Linked DNA regions of Mus musculus: region 1 is linked to region 2. A link is a contact called in public HiChIP or PLAC-seq data. All regions are on one chromosome and are shown on one strand. Each heading gives the region's core, a stretch centred on a gene start, on an enhancer-like site or on the middle of the called end of the contact. The rest is flanking DNA. Distances are from core to core; before and after follow the strand shown.

Region 1 (5,939 bases), core at 1,244-3,743, 160 kb before region 2:
GAGCTCAGTGAGTTCCAGGCTAGCCCGGTCTACATAGTCAGTTCCAGGATGGCCAAGGCTACAACAGTAAGACCCTGTCTCAAAACAAACAAACAACACCACAACAAAAATTCACCAAATGAAAGGTTGTCAGACATCAAGCCTTTAAAAGCAACACTCTGCTCTAAGTTAAAACTTTTGTTTCAATAACTAAAGAGTCCATTTCTCCTTTTCTTCCTTTTTACGTGCACGTGGAGGCCAGAGGTGGGTTCTTCATTGCTTTCTAACGTATGTATTCCAGCAGGGTCTCTTACCTGAAACCCACGCTCACTGAGTCAGAGTCTAGTTTGCTCTGGGGGGTCACCTGTCTCCCTTTCACCTGCTGGAGTGACAGGAGAGCCACCACACCCACCTGGCATTTACTGGGGTCTTGGGCACCTGGATTCAGAGCTTCACACTTGATGGGCAGATGCTTTGCCCACTGAACCATCCTCCAAGTGCTAGAAAAAGAGAATTCTCCCTAAACATTTGAGAGAAGAACATGGGTGCCACTGCACTGGGGTCATGTGCATGCGGAAGTCACACTGAACCAAGACATCAATGGATGTCCGTGGTCACATAAGGCAAAAGGAAATGTTGCCGACTTATGTGCACTTTATCCTTTTGGGGGGCGGTGGATGGAAAGGTTACGCAGTAGCCTCTCTGCTTCAGTCATTCCCCTCAGTCTGATTTTCTGCACAACACCCAGACAAACCCCTTAGGAACCCAATACTGCTTTTCTGAAAAACTGTGCAGTTCCCATCTCAGAGTAAAAGCCAAAATCTGTCTGCCTGTCTGCCTTCCTCCTCTTCCTCCTCCTCCTCCTCCTTCTTTTGTTTGTTTTTTTTGAGACAGGGTTTCTCTCTGTACCCCTAGCTGGAACTCAGAAATTCACCTGCCTCTGCCTCCCAAGGGCTGGGATTAAAGGCGTGCACCACCACACCCGGCGCCTTCTTTTTTTTTTTTTTTCTTCTTTGACAGGGTCTCAATAGCTGGATTGCAACTTACTAGTATAGATCATGCTAACCTCAAATTCACAGACATCCACCTGCCTCTGCCTCAGCAGTGTTGGAGCTAAAGGCCTGCCCACCGTGCCTAGCAAAAGACAAAGCCTTAATGACTCTCAAGACACACCCACCCTCAGCCCATCACACCTGGCTGTCCCGGCTCATCCTGGCTCACCTTGCCACAAGTTACCATAGCTGCCTTGGCACGGCTTGGATACACAGGCAAACCAAACCCAAAGCCTTTGCATCTCTGGTTCCCTTTGCCTGGAGTGCCTTCTCCCCAGGTAAGACAGGGATTGTGTCATCTTCCTTTCAGCCCACCTTCCAGGTCACCTTCTACACACTCCTGGCCTTCGCTCCCTGGAAGTCTTTTCTACCCCCATTCCCTGCTTTGGTATTTTGCACAGTACTTTACCATCTATATTGTTTACTGAGAGGTGCACTCCTGTGTAAAGAACATCTAAATTCTTTATTCACTGTTTTAACCCATGCCAAGCACAGTACTTAGTACCTAGTACATGTTCAACAAATATTTGCACAATGAACAAACTTTGAGACTCCCAGACTGAGAAACCCACCCGGAGCTGGAAATAAGGGCTGGCAGGTATCTCCAAATCTCCAGATGGTATGTGGTAGTGAGTATGTGTGTGTGTTTTAAACTTACATGCAGTACCTTTTGTTTAGTACGCCCTTCTCTCTGTTTTCTCTGAGACAGTAAGGCAAGGAAGAAAACCAATGATGCAGGAAGCTGTTTTTGTATGATTTGATTCTTAATCTTATTGGTTAATAAAGAAAACGCCTTCTGAATGTATCTAGTTCCTCTCTCTCAACTAAAAGAAAATATACTGAATATGTGTTTGCCTTTTGGAGGGAGGTGATTCCGCCAAGCGCCTCAACTCTCTGGCAGTGCAACTTAGTTTTCTGGGGGGGTGGGTATTGTTCGCGGGTGTCTCTTTTTCACCCCGAGGTGTCTATTGTGCTGTGTGGTGGGGAGCAGGAGAGGAGCCGGGTAGGAAGGGATGCTGAGCGCTGCACGTCTGCACACAAAGTGGGGACCCCGGGCGCCTGGAGCCGCGCACTTAGGCCCGGGTCGCCCCGGTGGCTTCCTCACGGGCCCGAGCTCCCTCAGTCCTCCCAACCCAGCTCCGTTACCTCTAACTCTCTTCAGCGCGATGGGCTCCTTGTCCTGTTCCGCTGACATTACCGACCGCCGCGCATGGCTCGCCCCCGGGCCGCGGGAAGCCGGTGTCTTTGATGCGGCGGCCCCTCCTCCTCTGGGTCCTCCTCCTGATCCTCCGGGTCCTCCTCTCGGTCCCTGGAGTCCTCCCGGCCGAGCTCGGAGCCCAGGCCGGCCGAGCCGCGGGCCGACTTTGAAAAGTTTGGGAGGCAGCCGAGGCCTCGGGGCTCCGTGCGCTCGCGGGGCTTAGCCGGGCTCCGCCGGGCTCCGCCGGGCTCAGGGCCGCGGCCTGGGGGCGGCGCCCGCGCCCGGCCGGGAGGAGACGCGCGCCCTGGGCCGCGCTGCGCTGCGCTCCGCCCGCGCGCGGGGGAGACGCGGCCTCCGCGGACACAAAAGCCCCCGGCCTGCAGCGGCCGCTCGGGGGACGTGGCGCGGCCCCGAGGCCTCCCCGCCCTGCCTGTGCTCCACAGCCCAGCACGGGGCCGGGCTTCGGGGGCGGGGACCCAGGGCGCGCGGAGCCCCGCACCCTCACCCGCACCCGCACAGGGTTTCGGGGCCGCGGCCTCGCTGGAAGGCTCCGCTGCGCTCCGGGGCCGTGTGCGCCAGGCCCTGCACTCACCTCGCGCCCTCCAAGGCCCAGTACCCCCGGCCCTGCGTCTCCCGCCCGCGCCCCGCAGCTCGGGCCCCGCGCTTCCCGCTGCCCTCCGAGGCCCAAGACTAGCTGGCTCTGCGCAACCTGTGCAGGGCGCAAGGGCGCAATGTCCTGCTCCGCGCTCCCCGCCACCCTCCAAGACCCCAAACCCTCCAAATCTGAGTCCAGCTCCTCTGAGCCCTGGGCTGCTCTCTGCCCTCCAGGCCCCAGGACCCCGGGCTCCACGCCCCTCTGCACGCCCAGCCCCAGCCTCCCCGAGGAAACAGCAGCTCCGAACTTCATCCCAGCCACCGCACGCCTCGCAGTCAGATTTCAGAAAAACTTTGTCAGAGAAAGCAGCATAGTTCCGGGTGGATATGTGGACACCCCACTTTTCCCGTGCCCGTGGCTCGAACTCGTGTTTCTGCAACGCCCCCTTCCTTGGAGGCGCAATGAGTGAGTTGTTCAACACAGTGCATGCAATTAACACCAGAAGAAAAGTGGGAAAGGTGACCTCACACGGACAACTTGTAGGGAGATTCTCCCACCCCAATCTGAGGAGAGTGTAAATTAGATTCCAGTAGTGGTCCACATTCTCTCCTTGAGCTGTGTGACCCGAGACAACCGAGGCACACACTCTTGAGGTTCGTTTTCTGATTTCAACTCTGTCTTCTAGCTCTGACATTCTGTGAACGTTTAGGAGTTTCCCCTGTTCGTTGTTAGGTTTTCTCGTTGTTATACTAAGAGAAATTAGGTGCAGCCTCCAATCTTCCACCAGGTATCTATCACACCGTTTGTTTCTATATCCAACTTTAGACAAGTATGTCTGACAAGTGCTCTTAAGGACAGGAGGACCTATAAACTAATCAAAACGGGATTCTCATCTTCCTATACACAGGACTTACACAATTCATTCAAGTACTCAGGCAATGGCCAAGGGAAAACCCTACATTAGTGCAATCTGCTTTAGGAAAAGAATATCCAGGTCCTGGCTGGTGATAGCATATGGCACACCACTAATCCTAGCACTCTGGAGACAGAGGCAGATGGATATTTGTGTGTTCGAGGTCAGCCAAAGCTACATACAGAAACCTTGTCTCAGGGAGAAGGAGTGGGAGGGGGAGAGGAACAAGAGAAGTGTGAGTTAGTTTTCTCAGCATTCACATAAAAGCTGAGCACCAATTTGTGTCTATAAACCCAGGATTGGGCAGTTGGAGAGAAAGGGGCCCATGGAGTTTATTGACTAGCCAGTCTACCCAAACAATAACAAGGTTCACTGAGAGACCTTGTCAAAAGACAAGGCAGAGGGAGAGGGGCTGGAGAGGTGAATCACTGGTTAGGAGCTGCTCTTTCAGATACACAAGTGACTGGTTCCCAGAACTGACATATTGGCTCCCAGTCACCCATGACTCCAATTCCAGGATCCCATGTTCTTTGCTGGCCTCTTCAGATACTAGGCGCAGGCATGGTATACATACATACATGCAAACAGACACACATAAAATAAAAATAACTGGGCATGGTAGCCCACATCTTTAATGCTAGCAGTCAGTAGGCAGATCTTTGTGAATTCAGGGCCAGCCTGGTCTATATCGTGAGTTCTAGGCCATCCTGGGCTATACATAGTGAGTTCCAGGTTAGCCTGGGCCATAGAGTAAGACTCTGTCTCAAAAACTAAACTAAACCGGGCAGTAGTGGCACATGCCTTTAATCCCAGCACTTGAAAGTTAGAGGCAGGTGGATTTCTGAGTTCAAGGCCAGCCTGGTCTACAGAGTGAGTTCCAGGACAGCCAGGACTACACAGAGAAACCCTATCTGGAAAAAAAAAATTACACTAAACTAAAATGGAGAAAGAGCTAAGCACAAGGAAGCAAACACTGCTCTGTTTCCTGACTGTGGTAAGTGTCCCCACCATGACTGTGGTACGGTGTCCCCACCATGGTGGACCGAACTGTGACCTGTGAGCCAGGGTCAGCCCCTCCCTTCTCAGCTACTTGTCAGTGCACTGCATCACAGCAACAGTAACTAAGCAACAGTAACTAGACAACACCCAACTCAAGCTGTTTCAACAGTCCCTTACAGTCTGATGGCCTCTTAAAGGCCTCCTCATGCTAGCCCCCTGGCACCTGACCCACAAAGGTGACACATTGTCAACAATACCAGCTATGAAATAATATCCAAGAAGTGAGTGAGTGAGTGCCTCACACACTGAGGTGGGGTTGGGGAACTGTACGAAGCAATGACAATGACACTGAATGAGGCACTGGCCATGAGCTTGCTGCCGGTCTTGTCTTTGTGGGGTGGACACAGGGAGAGAAAACTCATGGTGATATGGGGGGAAGATGAACTCAGTTTTGGACACCCTAGGTCTGAGACTGGGAAGTTCAGGTGACAGAAAGATAATACCTCAGGTCATGCAAATACTAGTACCTGGGGGTGTGGGGCAGAAATCACATCTGCACTGATGTTATTTATAAGTTATTGTGTATCAATACTGTATAATGACCCCACACCCAGTGGTTTAAACAATCGTTTAGTTGCTTATAATTCTGTGGACAGGCAGTCTATGCTAGACTCTGATAGAATGGCTTTTTGTAGTACCACAAAGTCAATCAGGCATCTGTGGTTAGTTGGTGGCCAAAGGCTCTACTTTCTGGTAAGTAGATGGCTTTTAGCTGGAGCAATGAGCAAGCACCACAGCTGGGCTGTGGGGCAGCACCCAGCCCTCGAGTCTGGGATCTTTCAGAGGATAATGCTTACAGGATTCACAAGGGCATAAAGGGAGCACAGACCTTACTGTGCAAGCACTTCCCAAGGCTTGGCTTGTGCCTCATTGGTTAATTTTCTAGAACCACTGTAGGAATGGGTAACTACACAGACACAAAAGAGAACAGAACAAATAGGGACTGTCACTCAAAACATACATTTGTCCTTATATTGGGACTCATGGGGGATAGCGAAAGGAGACAGAGAGACATGTTTTTTACACAGATGCACAAATACTCTTCACATTTTCATGTCTGTCACGTTCTTCCAGTCTTGTTCACCTGGGAAATGTCAGATCCCTAGGAAGAGATGCCACTATGCCTCAGCGCGGCTACTGATC
Region 2 (5,684 bases), core at 432-2,931:
ATGATTTAATTATGACTTCATAATTAATTGTGCTGCTGTTATGAATCAAAGTATAAATATCTGATATGGAAGACATCTGAAGTGTGTCTCCCAAGGGGTCACGACCCACAGGTTGAGAACCACTGGGTTTCTTTATGGAAGAAGAGCTAGCTGATATATTTGAATCAGAACTATTTAATGATACCCATTTCAGCCCAGGTCTCTTTCTCCTCTCCCCTCTCTGCCTTCAGCTCTACCCCTGCTCCCCTCTCCCTTCTCCTCCCCCTTCTCTTTCTCAGGGGATGAGGGGGGTCTCTAGTTTCTTAGGAGCTATCCATTTTTTATTTATTTATTTATTTATTTTATTATTTTTTTTTTTTTTGGTTTTTCGAGACAGGGTTTCTCTGTGTAGCCCTGGCTGTCCTGGAACTCACTCTATAGACCAGGCTGGCCTTAAACTCAGAAATCCACCTGCCTCTGCCTCCCAAGTGCTGGGATTAGAGGAGTGGGCCACCACTACCTGGCCCACATTATCTTTAAGACAGGGTCTCTCACTGTCCTGGATCTCACTGAGTAGGCTGGTTGGGTAGCTAGTGACCCACCCCACCCCCACCCCGGGGGTCCCCCCTCCCTACCTCCCCACAGCACAGCACGGGGCTTGCAAGTTTGCGCCACCATGACTGGCTTGTTAAAAACAAACAAACAAACCACGGGTTCTGGGGATTTAACTTAGGTCCTTTACAGACTGAGCTATCTCCCAAGCAGATGTACACACACACACACACACACACACACACACTCACACACACTCACACACACTGACACACTCTTCCTTCCTCCCTTTCTCTCTTTCTTCTCCCTCCCCTTCTTCTGTTTCTTTAACATGTGAGAAGAAATCAAAGCCTAGGATCATTTAGGGGAATTTTCACTTTGGATCCTCTTTCTGTCTCCTAGACTGTCTTTGGGTAGTATCCCAGTCATGGGCCTGCTGGCCTAAGGTCTTTTCTTTCTTTCTCTCTTCCTTCCTTCCTTCCTTCCTTCCTTCCTTCCTTCCTTCCTTCCTTTCTTGCTCTTTCTTTCTTTCTTTCTTTCTTTCTTTCTTTCTTTCTTTCTTTCTTTCCTTCCTTCCTTCCTTCCTTCCTTCCTTCCTTCCTTCCTTCTTTCTTTCTTTCTTTCTTTCTTTCTTTCTTTCTTTCTTTTTTTCTTTCTTCCTTTCTTTTCCCTGCCCTGATCCCTCTCCACACTATTGACCTGGCTCACAGTAACCTGAGACAACTAGAAACCACTCTTTTCTGAGCCTCTCTAGCTTAGCTGCTGCCAGAGATCTAAGGTTGCAAAATTGTATCTGCTCCCCCCCCCCTCCGCCCCCAAGCAGCAATTAGGCAATTGACAAGCTCGGTGGCCATTTGTACCTTCTGAACAGCGTGCAAATGGCTGATGGTGGGTACTATGTAACAACAGCACATGTTCATCCCTGACCGTTAGCGCTTTCCAGAAACCAGACGACGGGCCAAAGACCATGCTGATGCCCTCGGAGTCAGCAAAGGGAGAGATGGCGCACGGTGCAGCCACCCCCTGGGAGCATGAGCAGCAGTATTTCTAAGATTAATCTGTTGGCAGCTGGTAAGTAGGTGAGTTCCCTGCAGCCTTTGAAAGCAGAGGGGATTGATTCGCAAACGACCGCCCACGCTTCCGGGCAAACATGAGTCCGTGGCGCCATCTTCTGGCAGAAATGACCTCAAGGAGTGGCTGAGGACAACAACAGACATTTTATTGGAGGTGTCAGAAGATTCTGAGCTAGGAGAAATCACAGGACTGGTTTTGATCTGGCCCTTTGGGCGCAGACGGGAGTCAGGGGTAGAGCAGAGATAGAAACTCAGCGGATGAACCGATTGACACCCGTTGATTCTTTCAGCTGAGCCCAGCCAAGCACAGTATATGCTCATACCCTCCATGTGAAAAGTGAAATCAGACAGGCTCAAGAGATGGCTAATTACATGTCCCAGTGGCCTTTCATACACACAAATGACACTTGTAACAGAAACTCAACCTAGGCTCCACAGTGTCTGGGAAAATACCGCCACTCTACCCTGCTCCTGTCTCCAGAGCTCCTGAATGGTCACAGGCCCAGTTATTTGGAGAGAGGACCGCGGAGGGGGCCCCCAGAGAGCAGGGGCATGGAGCCCTAAGAAGGCAAGTGGCTCACAAGCAGTCAGTCAGTAAACAACATTCACCAGACACTTTGTTCTCGAGTTTTTCTCACAAATGCCAGACCAGTGTCTTATTTGGAAAAAATAACTCCTTTGTTATGAAACACAGTGGGGGAGACACTTATTAAGTATAATAGATTGGGCTGGTGAGGGGGCTCAGGGAGTAAGGCTGTTTGACTCCAAGCATGGACCTGGATTTGATCCTAACGAACCACAGACTTCTGAAAGTTGTCCTCTGCCCCCACACACATGCCATGGCACATGCGTGCACACACACAGAGAGAAGTAGAATACACATATATGCCTGCATAGTAGATTACCACAGAAGGGGACACAGGCATCATTTCCCAAGCATCTCTCTCTTGTATACTTGTAACATGCCTGCCACATGTTACACTATTACATATAAATACATTATCCTCTCCGGGTCCTAACCCAGTGGGAGGAGGTCCAGAAATCTCACTCAGAGACTGCTTACCTTTTTTTGGTTTTGTTTGTTTGTTTGTTTTGCTTTGTTGTTTTGTTTTGTTTTCGAGACAGAGTTTCTCGATGTAACAGTCCTGGCTGTCCTGGAAATTGCTCTGTAGACCAGGCTGACCTCCAGCTCACAGAGCTTCTGTCTTCCAAGTGCTGGGATCGAAGGTGTGCACCACCACCGCCCAGATAGGTTATCTGTCTTTTGTATGGTCCTATAATTAAAGTTATTCTTTTGGTGACTCAGTTTGTTATACAACTGCAGCCCATGGTCCTTTTTTTTTTTTTTTTTTTTTTTTTTTAATTAATCTGGAATTTCATTCCATTCTTTTTTTTTTTTTAAAGATTTATTTATTTATTATATGTAAGTACACTGTAGCTGTCTTCAGACACACCAGAAGAGGGAGTCAGATCTCGTGATCAGATGGTTGTGAGCCACCATGTGGTTGCTGGGATTTGAACTCCTGACCTTCGGAAGAGCAGTTGGGTGCTCTTACCCACTGAGCCATCTCACCGCAGCCCATGGTCCTAATGGGTCACTTCCTGGGCCTGTTTGTCTTCTACAGAGAGGTGGCCATGTTCCTCTTGCTCTCTTCCCCTTAACTCGCCTTGGTTTTCTCCATATCTCCTGCCTGGAGGTTCTGTTCCCACCATGCAGCGTCCATCCCTGGTCACAAGTACAACCTGTTGAGAGCTCGGCTGTGGGAAATGTTCTTTCTTCTATACCCAGGTGCTGCCAGGGTCAGCCCTGGCCTCTACCAGAGAGCAGTCACTCAAAGAGAACTTTTGTGGCTTATCCCTGACTGTCCCAATGGGCACATGGGCCTGGTTTATACCTGGCTCTTCAGAGGATACTGTGAACATCTGCAGTTATTGGGTAACTCTGTATTGGTCCCTGCAGATCTGTCCCATCACCCATCTCATCCATAACACAAGGGATGTGGACCCTCTGACCTCAGTGGTCCTTTGAGGCTCTGATGCAAGCCCTTAGTTCTGAGCGCCTACGCTGGTGTCTCTGAGGAGAGCAGAAACTTTTCCAGTCACATCTGTGCCTCCTTTGCATGCTAATCTTTTCCTTCCTGGAAATTTCATAATGGCTACAGATTACTATTTGGCAGAATCTTTCCGGCTGGGTTGAAGAATCCTTTACACGTCTTTTCTTTCCCATCTCCCCCTCCTTTCCTCAGGCCTCTCAGTGCATCCAAGGCCTTACCTCAGGGCTTCTCTAAGCTCTGGGTGGTCATCTGTGGTGGTCATGCTTGCCCTGCACTGTGACAGCCCTGAGAAGAAACCAGGAGGATTTTCTTTTATGTTCAGGTGCGTTTGTGCGGAGTGAGGTAGCACGTGGAGCTCAAGTCAGCCTCAGCTGCTGTTCCTCGGGTGACAGCCACCGCTAGAGATTAGGCTTCTGGGACACTGTGTGGTCCGTGACCCCCAGGATCTGATCATCTCTTCCTCCTCCAGCGCTGGTTTACAAGCGAGGGTTATCTCGGTTGTTTTTTTTTAATGTGGGTTCTGAGGGTTGAACTCCGGTCCTTGTACTCACAAAGCTCTGAGCTTTCTCCTCAGACCCCAGCCAAGGAAGAGTTTTGAATGCTGAAGAGGATGCTGTACACATCTAGATCAATGTCGAGGTTATGACAGCCCCTCTTTCCATATCGAGATTGTTTTTAGGACCAGGATTAACATGTTATTTACTACAATCTAGAGCTAGGTTATGTGAGACACTGTTTTCTCTAATCACTTTCATGTGGCTAGGGTATATACTTTATTTATTTATTTATTTTTGGTTCTTTCAAGACAGGGTTTCTCTGCGTAGCCCTGGCTGTCCTAGAACTTACTCTGTAGATCAGGCTGGCCTCGAACTCAGAAATCTGCCTGCCTCTGCCTCCCAAGTGCTGGGATTAAAGGCATGCGCCACCACGCCCGGTAAATTTATTTATTTTTATTTATATAAGTGCACTGTAGCTGTCTTCAGACACACACCAGAAGAGGGCATCAGATCTCATTACAGATGGTTGTGAGCCACCATGTGGTTGCTGGGAATTGAACTCAGGACCTCTGGAAGAGCAATTAGTGCTCTTAACCACTGAGCCATGTCTCCAGCCCTGGGTATACATTTATTTATGCAAACACTTAATTTATCACAAGAGGGAATGCATAAAAATTTTGAGCATATATTTTGTTTTCTCACAAGAAGCATTTGTCTCCCCTTCAGGAAGACACTCTGCAGTGAAGTCATTAACAGCTGCCTGTCCACCTATGTGTTCAGACCAAACTAATCCTGACTTTTCTTCTCAGCCTGTAAAGAACAACAGACATGTTGGGGCTCAGACTCTGAGTCTAGGCTAGTGTGCCCTGATGCTGTGTCCCCAGAGTCCTTCCTGGTAGGCAGTCAGAACAGAACAGCACGGGCAAGTGCTTTGCTGTATCTGCCACAGGGGAGTAATCATAAGAGAGAAAAGACAAAAATGTTTTAATTGCCTTGTAACTCTCCTTAGCTGTGAAACTGAAGTGGCCTTTACAGCTGCCCCCCCAGGGAGACTAAACACCAGCCAGGCCTATTTTGAATGGAGAGCCATAAAGTGCCATTGGTTAACAAGAGGAAAATCTGTAATCAGGGCTATTTATAGCTCCGGCCCCACAGGCACAAGGCCCAGAGCTCCTTACTGCACGGCTGTCAGCAGCTGCCATTGCCTGCAGTTGAGGGCCCAGCCTCCAGCAGAAGCTTGGATTGGAGGAAGCCTAGGTCTGTGGAATTCCAGTCAAACACACAGGTGTGTTTAGGAGGGTAGGGGTTGGGGAGTGGGCAGAGTCAGAAGCCAGAGGCTCCCCCAAGCTAGGCTATGAAGAGGATGGCTGACTGGCAGCGAATCCGCCATTACTTGTATTTCTCTTACCCACAAGTGCTTGGAATCTAGGATCTATACCACTGGAAAGATTTAAACATTTAAACATTAAAATTTTTTGTAGCTTTCTTCTGCCCAAATTAAGCATCTGTAGATTTCATAGTGCCCGGGA

Evidence for each region. HiChIP or PLAC-seq counts read pairs in DNA pulled down with a chosen protein or histone mark.
Region 1: an H3K4me3 HiChIP or PLAC-seq map of forebrain shows a contact between it and region 2, with 6 times the contacts expected there. The contact joins the promoter of Pygo1 here to the enhancer-like site in region 2. A contact is called at or near these places in 10 of 39 promoter capture datasets (the 3T3-L1 cell line, HPC-7-derived erythroid cells, cranial neural crest and 5 more), 2 of 15 datasets of contacts at CTCF or cohesin (embryonic stem cells and stem cell-derived epiblast-like cells), 15 of 484 Hi-C or Micro-C datasets (the G1E-ER4 cell line, Th1 cells, embryonic stem cells and 1 more), 21 of 115 datasets of contacts at active chromatin or transcription factors (craniofacial prominence, embryonic basal ganglia, embryonic forebrain and 8 more) and 4 of 9 other capture datasets (adipose tissue, embryonic stem cells, liver and 1 more).

The regions. Positions count from the first base shown.
Region 1 is chr9:72,922,199-72,928,137 of GRCm38.p6, reverse strand. Pygo1 (pygopus 1) reads right to left here and starts at 2,493. Exons shown (of 3, transcript NM_028116.3): 1 at 2,178-2,493. The coding sequence starts at 2,226.
Region 2 is chr9:72,762,883-72,768,566 of GRCm38.p6, reverse strand. No RefSeq gene overlaps it. Among named protein-coding and RNA genes, the nearest start is that of Gm27204, 14 kb to the left of the region's middle. Within about 2 kb of position 1,681, at least 72 of the 459 cell types and tissues checked have an H3K27ac peak or open chromatin away from gene starts, as enhancers often do. A contact at or near this core is called in the G1E-ER4 cell line, embryonic stem cells, forebrain and 1 more, where this site is marked.